Linked DNA regions of Danio rerio: region 1 is linked to region 2. Evidence: chromatin contacts called from public Hi-C data. All regions are on one chromosome and are shown on one strand. Each heading gives the region's core, a stretch centred on a gene start, on an enhancer-like site or on the middle of the called end of the contact. The rest is flanking DNA. Distances are from core to core; before and after follow the strand shown.

Region 1 (4,113 bases), core at 264-2,763, 140 kb after region 2:
CATATTTTAGATTTGCTTTTTGTTTATTGATTACTTATTTTTCATGCAAAGATGGTAAGTGAGAAGGATGACAATTTAACCCACAGATTCACATATTGCTGTTTATCACAGCTTAAACAAACAAACAAGCAAACAAACAAACAAAAAAGCCAGATTTAAAAAAAACATTTTAAATATGTTTTCAATTATAATAAACATTTTCATTTTTAAATTTAATTTATTCAATTCACTGTGGCGACCCCGGATTAATAAAGGGACTAAGCCGAAAAAAAAAAAATTAATGAATTTTCAATTATAAGAAAAATAAAATGTTTCTTGAGCAGCAAATCAGCTTATTTCAGAAAAATATCTGCAGGATCATCTGACAGCTTTGGCAAATTGCCATCTTTGAAGATTTTGCTTTGCCATCACAAAAAATAAACTACAAATAAAGTTTACAAATAAATACATATTTAAACTTATTAACACAGAAAGAAGTTACTTTAAACTATATCAATATTTCTGTTTGACTGTAGTTTTGATCAAATAAATGCTGCCCTTTGATGAAATAAATATTAAACATATTAAAACTGCTATGTTCAAATTTTGATTTCACATATATATATATATATACATACATACACACACACACACATATATATATATATATATATATATATATATATATATATATATATATATATATATATATATATATACATACATATATATATATATATATATATATATATATATATATATATATATATATATATATATATATATATATATATATATATATATACATACATACATACACACACACACACATATATATATATATATATATATATACATACATACACACACACATATATATATATATATATATATATATATATATATATATATATATATATATATGTGTGTGTGTGTATATAAGCAAAACTTTATTTATATATATATATATATATATATATATATATATATATATATATATATATATATATATATATAAAGTTGTGCTCATATTTAAAGCATTAGGGGTCATTAATGGTCGCCACAGTGGAATGAACCACCAACTTATCCAGCATATGCTTTACACAGCAGATGCCATTTCAGCTGCAACCCAATACTGGAAACATACACACTCACTCACACTCATACCCTATGGCCAATTCAGTTAATTCAATTATTCTATACTGTGTCTTTGGACTGTGGGGGAAACCGGAGCACCCGGCGGAAACCCACGCAAACACGACGAGGACATTCACTCTCCACACAGAAATGCCAACTGACCTTCTTTCTATGAGGCGACATTGCTAACCACTGAGCCACAGTGTCGCCCCTAAGGGAAAATATATTTGCTTTAATCAAATTGAAAACAAGTGCATTAAAAGAGAGTACATCTTAAAAGGACGTGTTTAGCATTGCGTGTTAATACTCCTTGTTCTACACAGGTGCATTAAGATCTCGCACATGCGCCTTGGCATCAGTGCAGTCTGCAGCAGTGTACGTCCTGCGCGTGCCCACCAGACTCAAGCAGCGAGGCGTCACAACAAAGCTGGTAAGCAATGCACAGGTACAGCATATTTAATACAGAGAGCATAAGGCAGACATAATCTAAATTATGGCATTAAATGTTTTTCCTAAGCGTTGCGACGTAAATCTCCGTTGTGTTGTCAGAGAGCACTTGGGCTAACTGCGCGTGCAGTTTTAATAATTGTGGCAAGTATTAACGCTATTAAAAACAAACATGGATATAAGGGGCTTAACCTAAATGCACGTCGAAGCAACGTGAAGCGTGTGTTTGTGACCTTAACCTACCCCGTCAGAAACTGCTTAGCGACAGTGCCAAACGGGGTTTGTTTTATTTAAAGGGCTGTCAGACATCGCAACATGTGCGCTCTGACTGCTCAACAGACATGTTTACGCGATAATACCCCATTTAAATACTTTAACGTAATCGCTAAGCAATGCATTATGTGGTGTAGTAAATATTTGCGCAGCAGTATAATTTTAAATAGGCCTGTATGATATTATAAACCGCTGCTTGCGTGTTTAATCGATTACCCGCATATGTACATGAATGCGGCAGTTATGGGTGCATTACGTTATTTATTGACCATTGAAGACAATTGATTCGCGCGTTGTCATTGTTTTGACAGTGTGTTGTTTGTTTACTTAATTGGGACGCCCTGTGAATGTGACCCCAAAGTGCGTCTGTGAAATGAGATTATTAATATTAGCTTGGCTAAGGTTGTCTGACCCCACCCACACCTCCACAGGTAGACTACAAATTGTAACTTCTTTTACGGTCTGTAGATCTTCAGCCACGTGTGATTTCATTTTGTAATACAGCAACGTTTATGGATATTGCATATAATATATGAAATTACACCAGATATCTGTCATTTTACATAAATTATTCAGATATCAAATTGAATTGATAATGTGGTCTCACTAAACGTGTTGGAAAAACACTGCTGTGTGGTGTGTTTTCCCTACAATTTGCTCAACTCATCTTATTGTCCTACCTGTGTTTAAATTAAGAGCCATTGACGGTATTATGATTTCTTAAGTAATTTATGCTTAGCTGTTATTCGCTCATTAATTAATGATGAGATTGCTTTTATGACAGTGTGTTTCCCTGGTTTAGTAAAAGTCGCTTTTTTATCTGACACCCAAATATTAAATTATCCATTACACAGACAACAGACGTACATTCTGACATAAATCGATACAGTGCTTAGCATATATAAGTACACCCCTCACAAATCTCTCTTTTAAATTAATATTTTTAATAAGAAGATATACAATGTTATATTTGTGCATATACATTAGATTAGTCTGTACTAAAGCCAAATCCTTTGCTTATTTAACAAAATAACTTACGATAACGGTCCAAAAATGAGTACACCCAAATTTATGTGTTGTAGAAAAATATTAATAAAGAGGAAAAATCAAGAGAAAAAAAATATGGAAAAACTTGGTTGAATTTTTGTAGGTTGTAATTTATCTTTTGCAATATTTTGCTTGATTTAAATTGTATCATCTTTCAATTTCCTAATATGTTTGGTGACTAAAATTTTATTTTTATTTTAATATATCTGTTTGATAAACATTGCATTTATTAACAGAGAAATGGATACAAATATTCATTTTTAAAATGGGGATGTACTTAATTTTGCAGAGCACTGTACATATTGTCATTTTAGTGCAGATTTGCCTTATTTTTATCTTTGAACGCTTTGTTCTTGGGGTTAGTTCAACCAAAAATTAAAATTCTGCCATCATTTACTCAACCTCTACCTGTTCCACATAACATATATTTCGACTTGTACAAAACATATCAATAAATTAAGTTTTCCTTTTAACCAACAGGGGGCCTCGCCTGCAAATCCAAGATAGAGGACAATTAAGACATGTGGAGATCATATAACAGTAAGTTCGTTTATATCAGGGGTGTGCAAACTTGTTCCTGGAGGGCCGGTGTTCTGTATAGTGTACCTCCAACTTCCTTCAACACACCTCCCTGGATGTTTCTTGTATAAGAAAGAGCTTGATTAGCTGGTTCAGGTGTGTTTAATTGTGGTTGGAACAGAAAAAGATAGATAGATAGATAGATAGATAGATAGATAGATAGATAGATAGATAGATAGATAGATAGATAGATAGATAGATAGATAGATAGATAGATAGATAGATAGATATTTTCCATGTTTTGGACAATAATAACACTGTAAAATTCTTCAGTGTTATCACTGGCATATTCATATTTTTCAGGTGTGGAAGAAAAGAAACATACTATGCCAACAGAGGTTTTCCTTCAAGATGCTCATCACTCTGATGAAGCTGCACTTCATAGCATCTCAGAGCAAGAAAATTGTGAGACAGAAAGAGGAATAGAGGGAGGAACTGATGAGAAGATGGATTGCAAAGACAAACAGAACACCCAATTGTTCCAGAGCACAAGCCAGCCTGTGTCCCCAAATCTAGCTAATGAAAATCAAGCTTGTCAGCCAAGTCTGACTGAGCATGCAAGCATGATTACACAGAAATATAGGACTGATTTGCCTTTAAATGTCATTAAGGCTGACCTTGACCCTGGTAGTAAACCCCAGGGGGAAATAG
Region 2 (4,326 bases), core at 1,752-4,251:
TACATATATATGGTATTTTTATGAGTTTTATGAACTATGTGATTAAACATGAATATTTGAAAAATAAGTTCAATTATTATGAACAAATGTGCTCAACAAAAGCAAGTATAAAGTCTGAGCTCACAACAGGGCTGTCTTTAAAATCTGTTTCCTATTTAAAGCAAATGAATGCCCCTTTGCTTCTGGAACCCAACTGTTGTGCTCAATAGAAGCTTGCTGTGTTTTTATGATGTTTGTTATGGTTGTTTTTCCTTTTTGGTAAGCTTTAGTGCCTGTGGGAATTCCCAGCACACTCTTCTTCGGGTTTATGTGTGTGTTTTTACCTCTTTGTCAAAGTTAAGCGTGTGTAGCAGTTGTATTCCCAGCAGGAGGCTGTTCTGGTGGGCTTTTTTAGATACGTGCAGATGTTTCTCCAAGTCAGCACGTGTGAGGGTACTCAGGAGACGTCCGTCCACAAGGTGAGTGTGAAAGAACTGGGAATATTGAGGGAGACCCACATCAGTCAGCCATGCCTGAGCCACCCAGTGATGATCCAGTTCAGCTGCTTTAGAAAGACTGAGACACACAATTCATTTATTCATTCATTCTTCTTCCGCTTAGTCCCTTTATTAATCAGATGGTCACAACGGAATGAACCGCCAACTTATCCAGCATATGTTTTATGCAGCGGATGCCCTTCCAGCTGCAACCCAGTACTAGGTAACTATAATATGTCCACTGAGAGTAGGAATAAAATCTGTTTTGTATGTGTAAAAAAATTAATACAATTTATAAATACCATTGTTCAATAATCAAGCTTTAGTTTTGTGTTACTGTGTGTTTAAATTACCTTAAATATGGTTAACAAATATATAAAATACAATCTTAGGACATTTTAATGGTTTAAGTAAATACTAAAAGTTCAAAACCAAACAGTTATTTCATGACTGTTCAGTGGTGTTCAATGCTGTTTTCATTTCAAAATTGAACATTTTGTCATCATTTACTCACCCTCAAACCAATCCATTATATACAGTAAAGTGACTGTATCTATTCACAGGACCTAGATTAAACAGCTTGTTTCATTCATGTTCTTTTTTTTTTATAAAGAATTCCTCTGTGATATTTTGGAAACTTCTATCATTTGGTTGCCTGAACCTTAAAGGGGTGGTCTAGAGTGTATTGTTAAGGCTTGGTTGTGTTTATAAGATGCAAAGCAATGTGTGCTCATGCTTCATTTGTGAAAAAATATCCTACTTTAATTATTTACTGCTACTCAGCTAACATGAAAACGACTGTCATTTTTCCTAGTTCTTCCGAAGGTCCGACCTCAAGAGGCTCTGATTGGTCAGCTAACATATTGTGCTGTGATTCGCAGATCGGCTCCATGTCACCAGGAAAAGCGTGAACAATGTCTCCACAAGCACACGCTTTCTTTGCTGTTAACCATATCAGTTTGAGCCTGAACCGGACAGAAAATGAGGAGCTGAACACAGCTGAACCTCACAGCTGCTTTCTAAAATAAAATCTGACAAGTTTCTTCCACTTTGATGAAATGTCACATACCTTTTGCTAGTTTGTTATTTGAGATGTAGAATGCAGGGAAGGTGGCTGCTGATGATTGTGGCTGTTCACAGTGGTTTGACGCATAAATATGAATTTGTGGCTAAATTGTTAACAGTGCCAAACAGCATTTTCCGTTGTCTCCGTCGTGGAACTGCTCCTTCTTTGAGGATTTTTTAGCCGAATGCAGCACTGAACTGAGAGATTTTGGAAGCTGTCCTTTGTCATTTGCTAGCTTTATATATTTTTTATTCTCTGGAACGTAATTGAAATTAAATTGCAAGCACTTCTCTCTTTGTGTTGTGTCCTTTGAAAGCCCAAATACAGAAACAGAAGAAGCTTGGTGGAAATAGCAGCATTTGGACGGCATTTTAGCTTTCTCTGCAATAACATTACAGCGCATCTGGGGCCACACCCTAAGGGTATATGCGCATGGTGAATGCACATGACCTGAAGCGTTTGTGATTTCACTAACCCGGATGTTTTTTTTTTTTTTTTGTTTTTTTTTTTTTGTAGTCCCCAAACTTTGTTTGCTGTTGGCATTGCTAAGCTAACTCTGTAAAAGCCAATGTCTCCCTTTCATATATTATCCCTTATGTGGTTTAAAACCTTTATGAGTTTCTTTCTTCAGTTGAAATCAAAAGAAGATATCTTGAAGAATTCTGATTGCTGAGACCTATCGACTTCCATAATAAGAAAAAAAAACTGAAAACATTTAGACGGGTCGCAGCTACCAGCATTTTTTCCTAAATATTTTCTTTTATGTTCAAAAGAATGAAGAAAATCAAACAAGTGAAGGGCAAGTAAATGATGGCAGATTTCTTTTCTGGCATAATTTTTAGTTTGATTGTGACATAAAAGTGTTTAAATTACTTTTTTGAACTATTAACATGCCTTGTCATTACAAACATCGAATAATAAGATGTTTTTAAATTGACCTTGACTGTGTCAGTAATGAGGACTGTAGGGGTTTCCTCTATGAGTGAATTTTCTGTTATGTTTTTGTTGTTGTCTTATGGCATGTCTCACCCATGTCCTGCTTCAGCATCCCTGTAATCTTCAATGGCCAGACGGAGTTTCCTGCGATGCATTGAGTTACTGATTCCCAAAACATTTCCCAGATCCTCATCCGTAAGAACTAACAAGACCTAATAAAGACACAGATTGAACATTCATGCCAAACACTGCTTGTTGAAACACCCTACAGCATTAAAAGCTGATATGATCAGCAGTGCGCAATAGATTAGAGAATAATGACGTAGACAACTGTTTAAGTAATAAAATGACAGGTTGTCATTTACCTTCCCGCTTTTGACGTTGTCGGCACAGGCGCGCATGTACATCGGCATGGCCATAATCACTTCCAGCCACGCCTGCACGGTTCCTGCCCTCCAACGACACATGGGCGCCGAGCGCGCGAGCTCCACCTGCTGAAGACGATCCAGCTGCTCCTCGCATTCTGATAGGCTCACGCTGAGGCGGGCGGGGCTTGACAAACTGTCGGAGTCTAGATTGGTGGATTAGGAGAGAGGGGCGGAGCTTAACGAGAGGTAAATTTACATGAGCATATTCACCTCGCTCGCTTCCCTCTTCCCAGGCATCACAACAATGCGGTCCTGTTAAAGTAATGTAAGCTATGTATTCATTCTGAGATACTAATAGGAGAAATATCGAAGAGGAAACGTTGTTTTCTTCTATTTACATTACAGGGATAGTAATGTAAATAGAATTCACTCAAAAGTGAAAATTAAATCTGCTCTTTACCTGTTCTAAACCTGTTTGACTTTCTTCTCCACAAAAGAAAACATTTTAAAACGATAAAGGGTGGAAACATGTAACCATTGACTTACATATTATTTGCTTTACCTACTATGAAAGTCAAAGGTTACATGTAACATTATTCAGCTTTCTTTCAAAATATCTTATTTAGTGTCCAACAAAAGAAACTCATAAAGGTTTGGAACCACTTGAGAATGAGTAAATGATGAATAAAGCTTGATTTTTGAGTGATGTATCCCTTTAAGTTTTCAAACACACTATTAAAGGGATAGTTCACCCAACAATAAAAACAATGTCATCATTTACTTTAGTGTTCCACACTTTTAAGGAGTTCTTCTGTTTTTGAGCATTAATTTATTTTGAAGAGTTAGAAAATGCGTAACCGTGGAATTTCATTGTGTTTGTTTTTCCTACTATGGAAGTGGTTACAGGTTTACTGCATTCTTCATAATATCTTCTTTTGTGCTCAACAGAAGAAAGATGCTCATAAAGGTTTGTAACCACCTGAAGGAGAGTAATTAGTGTGCTAAATTTCATTTTTGGGTAAATTATTGCTTTAAAGCATAGATGCCCATAGAAGGACCTGCAGGCCAAAGTTTTATTTGGTCCAACATCCTATCTGAGAAGAGACTAAGAATGATGAAGAGGTTTTTGCCTTTATCAGAGATTGTCACTGTCACTGTGTCAACACAGCCGTGTTGTTTTTGTTTTTACTGTAATACGTTCATTATAAAAATGCAAAAATATCTTTCTTTTATTGATTGTTACAAAGCAATTCTAGGAATTCTAAATCGATTCTAAAGCGATTTCTAGTTATTTTAAATATTGTTAAAACAATTAGGAAATTAAGCATGGCAACTATATTTACCTTCGGCCCACTAGCCTCAATCAAGTTTGGTTTTTGGCCCTTCATTAATAAAAAATGTGTGCACCCCTGCTTTAAAGCTTCTAATGAGCTGTCAAACACAAACTTCACCAGTAGGCGGCAGCACTAAACTACCTTCA

The links. A called contact is a pair of places that touch in the nucleus more often than the background predicts.
Region 1: a contact with region 2 is called in a Hi-C map of hematopoietic stem cells, with 2.1 times the contacts expected there. The contact joins the promoter of prdm2a here to the enhancer-like site in region 2. A contact is called at or near these places in 2 of 18 Hi-C or Micro-C datasets (embryo and hematopoietic stem cells) and 1 of 4 datasets of contacts at active chromatin or transcription factors (gastrula embryo).

Annotation. Positions count from the first base shown.
Region 1 is chr8:28,756,799-28,760,911 of GRCz12tu, forward strand. It overlaps prdm2a (PR domain containing 2, with ZNF domain a), which reads left to right and starts at 1,514. Exons shown (of 3, transcript XM_073910437.1): 1 at 1,514-1,561; 2 at 3,364-3,423; 3 at 3,766-4,113. The coding sequence starts at 3,405.
Region 2 is chr8:28,620,265-28,624,590 of GRCz12tu, forward strand. It overlaps kazna (kazrin, periplakin interacting protein a), which reads right to left. Exons shown (of 15, transcript NM_001128289.1): 9 at 2,844-3,049; 10 at 2,572-2,690; 11 at 324-555. Among named protein-coding and RNA genes, the nearest start is that of tmem51a, 12 kb to the left of the region's middle. Within about 2 kb of position 3,002, at least 9 of the 62 cell types and tissues checked have an H3K27ac peak or open chromatin away from gene starts, as enhancers often do.